2 separate regions of the Anser cygnoides genome follow, and region 2 is linked to region 1. The links are chromatin contacts, called in public Hi-C maps. All regions are on one chromosome and are shown on one strand. The core of a region is the stretch at or near the end of the contact, and the rest is flanking DNA. Distances in the headings are between cores, read along the strand shown. Region 1 overlaps ACVR2B (activin A receptor type 2B). Region 2 has its middle 63 kb from the start of ACVR2B.

What was found. A called contact is a pair of places that touch in the nucleus more often than the background predicts.
Region 2: a contact with region 1 is called in a Hi-C map of liver, with 2.0 times the contacts expected there. The contact joins two enhancer-like sites. A contact is called at or near these places in 2 of 7 Hi-C or Micro-C datasets (both in liver).

Annotation. Positions count from the first base shown.
Region 1 is chr2:6,643,535-6,649,577 of Taihu_goose_T2T_genome, forward strand. All of the region lies in intron 1 of ACVR2B (activin A receptor type 2B), which reads right to left. Among named protein-coding and RNA genes, the nearest start is that of EXOG, 48 kb to the left of the region's middle. Within about 2 kb of position 1,952, at least 2 of the 3 cell types and tissues checked have open chromatin away from gene starts, as enhancers often do. A contact at or near this core is called in liver, where this site is marked.
Region 2 is chr2:6,760,945-6,766,536 of Taihu_goose_T2T_genome, forward strand. No RefSeq gene overlaps it. Among named protein-coding and RNA genes, the nearest start is that of ACVR2B, 63 kb to the left of the region's middle. Within about 2 kb of position 2,522, at least 1 of the 3 cell types and tissues checked has open chromatin away from gene starts, as enhancers often do. A contact at or near this core is called in liver, where this site is marked.

The sequences.
Region 1 (6,043 bases), core at 702-3,201:
CAGGTTTGATATGAGATCCTACAATCAGAGTCACAGAATCCCCTGGGTTGGAAAAGGCCTTCAAGATCACCAAGTCCAACCAGCAGCCTGACCTACTGATTGCCATCACTAAACCATGTCCTTAATGCCATGTCCATGGGTCTCTTGAATACCTCCAGGGATGGATGAAGCCACTATGCCTGGAGCTCTCTCCCACCCTGACCGATGCGCTATCACAGCAATGTTCCCAACAATGAGAAATTTTCTTGATCTAGAATAAAGTGGGCTCTGCATCCTGAACAAGGCTTTTGGAAAACACTTGAGGAGACTCCTGAGATGTTCAAGGTATTTCTGACCATTAGTACAAAGGACTATTTCAGGACTATTAATTTTTTTTTTAACGGGGAAGGAAGAGACTCTTTCCCCATCAGGGAGAGAGCATTTGCTGCTGTTTCCAGTTGGGCTGCAGCCTTCTGCTGAGATTTCCTTGAATTCAGGGGAAAGTCACATTGATCACCAGTCGTTTTAGTGCAGATGATGTTGGGGCTAGATGAAAAGCAAGGATTTCTGTTGGATGTGTATTGTAGAGCATAGTATTGAAATAAGGAATACGCCTGGTGGGCCACCACCACCACTGTGCCACCAAGCCCAGTTCTCAGTGAAACCACCCAGCTGGTTTTGCTAAGATAAAATGAGCTGTTCCCTTATGGCCAGGAGATGTCACAGGGCTGTAATGACTCCAGTAACCTAGGATCCTGCAGGACTTCACTGCTACCCCCACCAAGGACTTCAGCTGCAGCCCTGGTCCTGTCCTCCCTCTGCTCTTCCCTTCTACCTCCTCCAGTTCTGCTTGTTCCCCACCAGTGATGTCGAGATGGATGGACACCTGAAATCCTCCCCTTCCAGGGCAGGAAAGCCTGGGTAACTGCTCTCTTTTGCAGCAATGAAGGGGGTTGTGGTTTTGAGTGACCCATGAAACAACCTTGTAGGGCTTCTTCCAACTTGCAGAAGCAATTTATACGAAAACCCAAAAAGCCAAGGGAAGTTTCACCTCATTCCCACCACATCCAGAGCCAGCTCTATGACCACTGCAGTGGGTGCTGGGATGGGTGCTGTTTAGCACCCAGGCTTTGAGCCACCCTACAGGGCTAAGAGGAAAATATTGTAAGTCTTAGTTTGGGTAATTCCCAGCCTGGGTGTAGAAATAGCTGAAGTACACCATCACAACCCCCCCACGAGAAGGAAAAAAACAAGGGAAAAAGAAGAAGTGTAGAAATAAAAAAAAAAGGCAGATTTTCTATTTTGAAAAGCAAAATGTGGCATCCTGCATTGCTTCAAAGTCGGGGACACGGTAGCCGGAGGAGCCCCACAGCCGCACATGGCATTTCTGCTCCAGCAAGGCCGGAGTGCCTTGAGAGTTTTGCAGGCTGCTCGCCCTCGACTGGGAAGCAAAGGTGCTGTTATCCCTCCCTCCTGGTCCTCAGGCGTGACTGACACATCACCTGCGAGGGATTTTCTACATCATGGGCTCCCTCTTCAAACTGCAGCCCACGACTGCTGGTTGCAATCGCTCGGTGCTTTGTGCACGCACGGGGCGATTGCAGCAGAGCTGTTCAGGCACGGTTCTCCCATATATCTGCTAGCAAACACGCTTATCCTGGAATAACATTTCTTTTTCCAATTTAGCCTCCTGGATACATTGCAATGACACAAAAACAGATTAAAAATTAATCTCTGCTCCAGATTAGGAATATCCACATTGGCGCAGCCATTTAGGAGTAGCTATTACACATTACATTTATATCGCATTTTATTTTCAACAGCACATCTGACCAAATCGTTAGCAGCTACTGCTTAAAAGCTGCAGAGCTCAAGAGCAGGAAAGCTAATGAATTCCTGCAAATAGTTTCTGTATGCAGGAACTGGTAACACTTTAAACCGGGTAGGCAAACACAGGGTGTGCTGAGCGAGAGCGTTACAACAGCAGTCCAAAGAGCATTTCCCAGCGCAGCATTCAGAGTTTCTGGCAACAACGCTTTCTGTCACATACGTGCTCGGGTTTCCCTTTCCAGAAAACAAAACCGAGGTGGGATGGGGAGAGGGGAAGCACTCGCAGGTCACTGCTGAGATGTGGGGCTGTGCGAAGCTCGCTGCAGCGGTGGCACTGCAGCTCACGCAGCCAGGTCCCCGTGCAGCGGTGGTGCTCCCGCTGAGATGCATCGAGCACATCACTTGAGGCTACCTTGTATAGCTAGGACAAGCTAAATTAAGGCCAGAGCTAATTAAAAACAAAGTACACAGCCCTTGGGCTTTTTTTTTTTTCCCCCGAGTCTTCCCAACACTTCTAAGAGCGCTGTTTCCCTGGGTTAAGGCTCTCTCTGTGACTCACCCTGCCGCATTTCCAGGCATCACAACAAACCACACAGAACATTTCAGGTCACCAGCTTCGAGCGTGCAAGCACCCAACTGCACCCAGTGTTTTGGTGCTGGGAAAACCAGAAAGCTGCTTCCCAGAGCTTATCCGCGTGGGAAACCCCACTCCCAGCTCCAGGGATGCTGGCTGCAACTTTCTGGCATAAAAACAGAAGGTCCCTAAAGACAAAAAAAAAAGAAGAAGCCCAAAATGAAGGCGCCCAAGAGGCTTTGGATCAGGGTCTTTCACTTCTAGCCATTGTCGCTATAGAGGGAAGACAGACGAAGAGCTGCTGTAGAACTGAGGTACGAAGCCTCCAGGAATCCCAGCTATCTGCTGCACACAAAATCTTGGTTTCAAAGAGCAGCAGGCAGCCCGATCAAAGCACATGTGCAAGTCCCCCCAGACCCGAGCAGTTCCAGGAGGGGTTTCGCGAGGCCCTCGGCAGATATCTCCCCTTGCAGGGCTGAGTCAATACCGAGTGCTTTGGGGAAATCCCGCCTCGCAAACTATCTGCCTAAGGGACAGGGGGAACAGAGCGTGTCACAGCAGTGCTAGAAAGCAAGTGACTCTTTCTCGTGCATTTCAATGCACAGTAAAGCCCAATGAAGCTGCAATATGATTTCTGGGGCACAGCAGGAATCCCAAACTCAGTGCATCCTCAGTAGGAGATGAGGAATTGACATATTTTTTCACAGAAGTTCTATACAGCAGCCAGATGTGCCTCCCAGGTACCTTCTCCCCATGAAACTCTCCCATCTTCACCCCCATTTCCCTAAGGTGCAAGATTTCTACCTCCCGACCTTATTTCCATTCCCCATTTACAGATGCATGACACAACTTCTGCACGGTTCCTCTTGGAAGCACACCGCCTTATCTGGCTGGAATAGCAGGAGAGCTCGAGCAGACGGTTTTCAACTCAAACGCCAGCGTGGATATTAGATTTCACCGCAGCCAGATTTCTTGGTCCCAATTCCTTCAGCAGAGCTTCGCCTCGGTAGCAGCCGCCGCTGCCACATCCCGGGTATCCCCGGCGGATTTGGAACCGATGCGCCGAGTATCATTTCTCTCCTCAGCCAACCGTGCTGTTTGCAGCTCTGCTGAATGCTAAGCGATCTGAGGGGCTTAAGCAGACTGTTATCTGGGAAGGGATGTTAAGCCCGAAGAGCACCCCGCAGAAAAGAGTCAGGAATCCAAGGATACAGTCCCGCTGTCCACGCACTGCAGAGGGCTCAATTAGTGCATCACAGCTGCCTCGACAACCTCAACGTCTGCAAAATCTAAAGGCCGTCGCAGTAAGCTGCTGGGTGACTCCTTCGGGCAGCTGAACGCTTCCCCGAATGGTCAGCCTGTGGCTGGGGATCAAGAAGAGTCTTCCAAGCACACAAACACGCCACAAACCCTGCTCACGGCAGCATCTCTCTAACTCAGGTTGACCAGGGGATGGAGTAAGTTTGGCAGGTTGAAGTTTAGCCCTGCTTTTAAAACATACTTATCAGAAAGAAAGTGAGAAATACGCATCCTGCCCTCCGAAGTGAAACATTCAGGGGATTAAGGCAGGTGGCTCAGGTAGAAACATGCTTCATTTCATCCCAGAGCACCTCTTCCAGCTGGCCTCGTGCAGTGCCACGGTTACCCCAGCCGTGGGGGCATGGTGTGGTCATGAACCAGGTGCCAACCAGGCTGAATTACGAAGGAGGGCTGTGCCACAGGTGGCTCCAGCAGAGCAGACACATCCCTCCCTGGTGCACTGCCCATGAGCTGAAGGAGACCTAACCACAGCTTTGGTGCTTTCCACGTGGCTATTTCATGGGGTAGGGCTCATTCATTCCCTCTGCAGCCACCACTCCTGTGTCCCAAACCCAAACCACGTCCCACCTGCATGCAGGAGCAAGGTAAGAGAAAGGAACAGAAAGGGATGGGAGTAGATGAGCAATCTTCTTTTTTTTTTTTTTTCTTTTCCCAACCAGAACAAACCTCCTCCATCATTAGCGATGGTAAGGATGAGGATGCATTTACACCCTCAGCCACACAACCGCTCTGCTTCAAGAGGATGAGAGGTGCAGAGGGTGAGAGAGAGACACAGTCCTCGAGAAAGAGATACTGCCCTTGAAATGGTGGCTGCAGTGATGTGTGGCCACGAGACAAAGCCTACCTGGAAGGACATCGGAACAGCAGGAGCCCAGGCACTACCACGCAGTGACACAACAGCATTTTCTAACGGGACAGAGCCCAAGCAAGGAGGCTGTCCATGTCTGTGAGTAACACCAGGCAGATCGTCATGGCAATTTAGACAGAAGCAAGCCCCAGTTTGCGGGATTTCTCCCCAAAGCAAAAAAAATCTGCCAGGTTGCTGGCTGCTATGGATGCTCCAAAGCCAGACCCCGCTTTACCTTCGCCCTAATAAAAACCATGCTCCTTTTTCATTAACATTAAAACATTCCTGACCACAAACGCCCGTTCTCAATTTCATTTATAGCATACTTAGATTGAGAGTCGCTGGCCAAACAAAAGCCATTAGTAGTCTAGTGCTCAGAGCACTGGGAGGGCTGATCTCGCCGTATACTGTGAAATGCAGATAAATCATTCCCATATTTTAAATGCAATCTCCTTCACCTTTCACATTTTATTTTTTTATTTATTTAGCCGGAACTAAATGCCAGTGGCAGGTGCTGTTACAAATGGTATTTCACATTTCACATTCGCCAGTCGATGGATGGATGCTGCGTTAGTTCGCCCCTCGTCACCAAAACTGAGTTTTGGCCAGGACAACATGCAGATACACCTCAGGACAAGTCACAAGCTCAGGGTATGCTATCTGGCAACCATAAATCACCGAAACAAAAGATTTCTGCTGGTTTTTCCTTCTGCAAATACATTTCATCCTACTTTTTGTTGATTAAAAATGAGGCGGCGTCCATGTACCAGAAGAGCCTTCTCTCACCAGAAGAGCCTCATTCCTTGCCCACAAGCAGCCCCAACACATTAGGTACCGTAGATTAAACTGCAGCGAGCATTAGAGAAATTAATGTAAAGGCAGCTCATATCCATAATAGGGGAAGAATAAGCCCAGATAGAAGCAGCACATCTGCTCCTAGCATCCTCAGTGTATTCTTCAAACAATGGAAAGAAAAGCCTAGAGAAGCACTGACCCTCACTTCATTCAGAGAGTGCCCCTGCTCAATTCATGAAAGTTTGCCTTTCCTTTTCAAGTGAAAAGGCCAGAAGAATACTTGGGAAACCAAAAGATCGCTTGAAAAAAAAAAAATTCATTTTAACTGCAGGAGGCTTCAAACCATCAAACCCCATAAACTTTATTTAAAAGATTTACAGCAAAGTAGTGTGCTGGGAATTTCATTTTTTTTTTCCTTTCTGGGTTTTTAGGGAGCGAAGCAAATACAGTAGTTTTTTTTTTTTAATCAATCCTTCCACAAAGAGATTTACGACACTAATGTGCTGAAGCATAAACTGATACAGTGACAAACCCCCTTTCTCCTTAAATGTGCTAATAAGGTTGATCCTTTCTCCAAAGCTTTGTTCTTGGGAGGTTTCTGCAATGAGTTCACGTCTTTCACCGGCACAGAGCCCTTCTCATGTGGAAATCATCGGGCTGAATGCATTCGCTGCCTCATCTGCCCCTCCGCATCAGGT
Region 2 (5,592 bases), core at 1,272-3,771, 120 kb after region 1:
CCTAACGGTTCCATGATTCTATGATCTTTTTCCATTTACATCAGGGGATCTTTTTCCTAACAAAATCACTCATTTCCCCAACCCCAATGTATATTTTCTTCCCCAGCTCACCTTCCTCCAAGGAGGAAATTATTATGGTGACAAACAGTTTTCAGCACGGGTCTAGCTGAATACCAGAGTATGGGCTGAAAAACTGCATTATGCATTAAGCATTAAGTTATTTTAACAGCACTCAGAATCGCTTTGCTTCCAATCAGCTAGAGATCCAGCAATTCTCCTGCACTGGGAGCACCGGTAAATATTTGATCTTTTCAGTCTGCAGCCAGCCAGCCAAACAGGGACTGACTGTTCCACCAGCCTCCTTATTTTCTTATCCCATGCTCTTTGGGAGGATTCTTAAGTCAACAGACTCTCTCTCCCTCCTTTCTCCTCCCTCTTTCTCCCAGATAATGCTTCTCTGCCCTGATTCACATTGGTGTTAAGCTCCATTGGAGGGTAGAAAATGCCAGCCACAGATGTTGCTACAACATCGTTACACTGCATAAGCATAACTAATTCCACACCCAAAATTTCAAGGGTTGCCATATAGCTTAATGCATAGGTAAGTGTTGAAAAAGGGGTCAGAGAGCTCAAGGGAGCTCTCTGATACACGTAAATCTCTGCTTGCAGCCCCTGTGTGCTGTTTCTCAGCACTTAGAAGCACTTGTACCTCTAAGTTGTGGTAGGAGTGGCAATAATTTCCCACAATACAAATTTCCCCACAGTACAAATTTAGCAATTCATTCTCCTTTGAGTGGTCAAAAGAAGCTCGCCAACAGTAAGATTTTATAATTAAAGAGCTGGAATAAGATTCAAGAGAGCTAGGCTGATTTCTCTTCTTCAAACTTGCATAGTCTCAGGAAACACTTCAGGTTCTCCAGCCGATGCTAGCTGATATGACTACTGATTTTGAATGTTCCTCTTGACACACGTAGGTTTTCAGAAGCTGCAGAGCACCTGAAAACTTAAATCCCTGCCTGGCATCTCCAGGGATCCATGGTAAAAATGAAGAAGTTCAAAACATCCAGCCACTGAAAAAGCCACCCTACCATCGCAGTGGTTCTGCCCAGCAAAGGACTAAATACATCACTGAATTTGGACTGTGAGCTCCATGTGAGCCCATAATTAAAGTCCCGGGTTCATGCAGCGCCCTGCAGTGACCCACGCAGCTGCACTGGGAGCCCAGACCCCGGGGTGGCTTTTGGCTGGTGCTCGCTGGCTCTCCCCCAGGCACAGCTCAGGGCTTCCTGCTCCTGGCTATGGATGGGAGGCAGCTTGGACACGGCCACCCTGAGGCTAGGGGGAGAAAAGAGAGAAAATAAGAGGGTTTAACACAAGTTATGCCACTCCTCTTGGCTTCAGGATTAGGGCGCAGTCCCTTCTTGAAGTCAATGTCACAGCCACAGGCACCACCCAACATGAGGTTGAGCACAGGTTCCTGGAGCGTGTGGGACCCCAACGCACATCTAAGAGAGTCTGGATCAGGTCTTTCTCTTCAGAGAGTTGGTGCCTGGACAGACAGGAGACAGCGAGGCCAGAAAATATATCTGATCGTGATTTTAAGGTCTCTTCCTTCTTAGGAATTTCTTCTTTAATATTTGCATTTTTGCCATCATTCTTTCCACACTCTACAAACGAACAAACCCAAATATATAAATAAGTAAATAAATTAATAAATTAATTAATAAATAAAGTTCACAACCTATACCTTTCTTCGGGAGACAAAAATTTAAAAAGCTGAGAGATGTTACACGTACAGACAGCTGGTACATTCTTTTGCTGTCAGTTCTCTCCAGCAATCAATATTATGAAATGTTATGATTATTATCAAATATCATTATGTTAATTCTGAATCTGTTACGAGTCCCATCTATTGCAGTCATTATGCTTTGAATAAATGATCATCTCGGTTTTTAAAAAAAAAAATAATTAAACATATATATAAGACAAAACTCCCAGCCTAGCTATTAGCTAGAAAGGAAGATTTAGGTAGGCAGACGGATCTGCTCCTAGTGGTGTTCAGTTTGATAAATTGTGGCTTTCCTCCAAATAGAGGCAGAGTTCAGTATTTCACACCATGACAGGTTCTCTCTGTACTTTGTGGATAAGGTTGCTTGGATCAGAACCAAGCTCGCAGCGATTCACGAAGGTGGTAGAGTTTCCAAAGGAGCATGTCTTTATTGCATTGTGGTGCTGCTTCCTAGAGGCTCGGCTGAGCCCCGAGCCCTGTTGTGTTAGGCACTGCGTAAACACGGAGGAAGACGCAAAACAGTGAAGAGTGGTAAGGAACAAAGCTGCATGGAGAAGCTGGAGAAAGACCACAGCTGGGCTCCTGATGCCCAGTCCCATGCTCTGTATCTAGCGGACCAGAGTGTTTCATACAACCTCTCAGAGCTCCAGCAGATAAACACGATGAGCATTGCAAGGGCAACAAGAACATGCTGAGTTATTTGAGCTGCTGCAGTTTAGGGGTTCAGAACCATGGGAACCAGCAGAAAGGAATTTTAGGAAATCATCAAGGGCAAAGGCTGCTCTCCCAGAGCTTTATTTCATCACCACTAAGGATCTGGAGGCTCGCACCGTTGTGTCTGCAGCCCTCCAGCTCACCTGGATTTCATTTCACACTTAAAGCTCAGCTGTGCCGTGTCAGGAGGGTGGTGGAACAAGGGGCTGGCAGCTGATTTATGGCTTTGCGGTGCAGAAGCCAGGTGTAGACTTGCCAGGGGGTTAGGGGCTGCTGGCCCCCTGCTCTAGGGCTTGTTGCAGCAGGATCCCTCCCGGCCACGTGAGGCAGGAATGCCTGCACAGCCTCCCTGTAGCTCTGTGCTGCATCCACTGCTCACAAGCTGGATGAATCTTGTGGTCTTCTGGTTATTTGCATGCCAGTGCAGGAAGAACGCAGAGGGCAGAGCTGAGATTTGCTCCAAGTTTGGGATTTGCGAGAATGCCAGATTCAGAGATGCTCCAAAGGGCAGACCAAGGGTGAAGGCACAAAGGTTAAACAAACAAAAATAAAAGTGTTTGCATCAAACCCTGCAAACAAAAACCACCCAGCTAACTCCAGCTCTGAGATGCAAGTATGAGGCTGGCTTCTCAGGATTAACAAATATATATATACACTCTGCTATTTCAGACAGAGAACTAAATAAAGCCTTTCCTGCTCTTCTTGTCTCAGATGCTAACGAAATTAATGGCTGCGTTTTTTTTGGCCGACGATTCATTAGCCTCTTTTCCCTGCTCCCTAAACCTTCGTAAACACAAGCCAAAATCCTCCCTGAGAGAGATCTCGACTACAGTCAGGTTTTGCTTCTCTCCGGGCTGGTGTGAGATTATAATGCTTCTCAAGGTGTTCCCTTCCTCATAATGAAGCTCCATCTGTTCTACAGATGGTAAAGATCACAAGAACCAGCACTAAATATCCCTCCCCCACCGAAGAGTTTTTTACCTTATGGTAATGTTGCTCTTTGTTTTCCCTGGTTTTCCCAGGAGCAGAGGCGCGTGTTGCAGAGCACAGGGACTCGCCTATTGCCCCAGCTAGCCCACGCGATGGTGGCTGCCCCTGAACGAGGAAGGATTCATAGATTTTGGCTGGGGTTGAGTCAGAGGAACAGCTCTCCAACTGACTTTTCAGGAAACTCTGCTCCCTGGCCACCTCTGAAAACTCCAGCTGTATTTTTCATCCCAACACCCCTTGACTGCCACTTGCACCAGTCCCAGCTTTGCCCCCCAGTACATAACTCTCCCTTTTCTTCTACCTTTTGCTGTCATGTACTTTGCTTTCAGGGCAAAATAAAATCTGCTGCAGGAAGGGTCTGCCATTGGAAGCACAAAGAGAATTCAAGAGGTCAGGTCCCAAAGGACAGGAAAAAAATTTATAGGTCTTCGCTGCTCATTTCTGTGTGTGTTTGGCTTGGGAACAAAAGGATTTTTCTTCGGATATCTGCACGAGAATTTGAGCCTGTGAAGCACTCAACGGGGGTGAGCTGCTGGACATGCTGCCAGGCTCTGAATTTTGGCCTCCTCTGGTGTAACCTATCTGAGCACCAGAACCCAAAGCACAGAAAGTGGAGTCACCTTCAATGATCTTCCCCTCCATGCATAATCCAAATAATTGGATTCACCTAGCTAGATAAACAAGTTTTAGCTCTGCAACAGGATAACTGCACTGGATCTTTAGACAATCCTCTAAGGTAGCTGGCAATGGACTAACTTCATTTATGTGGTTTAACATTTGCCTAACAGAAAATACCACTGCTTTTCTCTTCTTGACAGGTAGATAATCCTAAGAGGTTTGACTGCCATATTAACATCCAAACCACAAATGATAGGTAATATGAAAAGCTGGATTTTCTGACACACACACAGTCTTTACATCTGCTTTCTACATCGGAGCCAGAATTAGTTCTAATGCTGTGTTTGTATTAAAAATGTGGATTAATGGAGCTCAGCAAGAGTGCTGAATTAGCTCTTCCTGTCTCCAGTGGCTTTGGACTGCATCTCTCCATGCAGAGACAGATGTGTAGCTTGTTATTTTCTGTGCTTTGCACTTGAAAAAACTGCGGCTTGGGACTAAATCAACAGTTGCTTGTTCAAAAGAAGTGACTCCAAACATCTATTAGAGATAAGCAAATTTGGGCTGGGGGTGCAACAGGGATGAAGTCCTACAAGGAAACGTTTTGGTGGTGTTGGCTCAGACCGTAGCCCACCAACAGTGCCATTGCTCAGGGAGAACCGACCCCTCTCATGCATGCTAAAGACCAGAGTCCTGATCCAGGAGGATTTGATGGCACCAGAAAACCCAAACAACGAAGATATTTTGTTCCTGTATCCTGGCTCAGTCCCAGGTCGGGTAATTATATCCCACTTATTTAAATTTCTTCCTCAGTTTTCCCTGGCATTTAGCAATTTTCTTCCCTTCCTGTCCAAAACAGCAGTTTAAGAGTCCAGCTGGCTGCTGAATAGCTACTGTCCTTTGACTGATGGCTAAATGTCCCTTCTGTGCACATGTATGTGCACTTTGCAAGGCACCTCGGGACAGTATGAATTGGGGAAAGGAGAGAAGCGGTATAAGATGATGGGTTTTGTTTTCATTTTTATTGGTCTCACAACTGGGAGCACTATTGGCACAAGATCTTAGAAACCAAGAACAGGTAAAGCAGCTTTTCCCCAAATTAATAACTCCGTGGAAATAAAGCCAAAATCACAATAAGCTTTTCCATACCACTTCCCTCTGGCAAATATCTTGCTGAAATAATAGTTTCAGCAAGATTGGGACCCAGGTGAGCTCTGAGTCCCAGAAAGGGACGTGCATGTCCACAGCTGAGGTACCCAGAGACACATCTCTGGGTGCTTGTCTGTGCTGTAGAAGCCACAGCTGGGGTCCAGCATCACCCAGGTCAAGCCCAGAGGTTCTTTGTGCTCCAAAGAAGCTGAGCAAGGCACCACAAAAGAGTCACCTGGCTGCAGATGTTGGGTCATGGACTCAGGGCCATGGACAAGGTGGCAGCAATGTCACCTCCTGGACTGCATGCACAGAGCTGGACATAACCACAG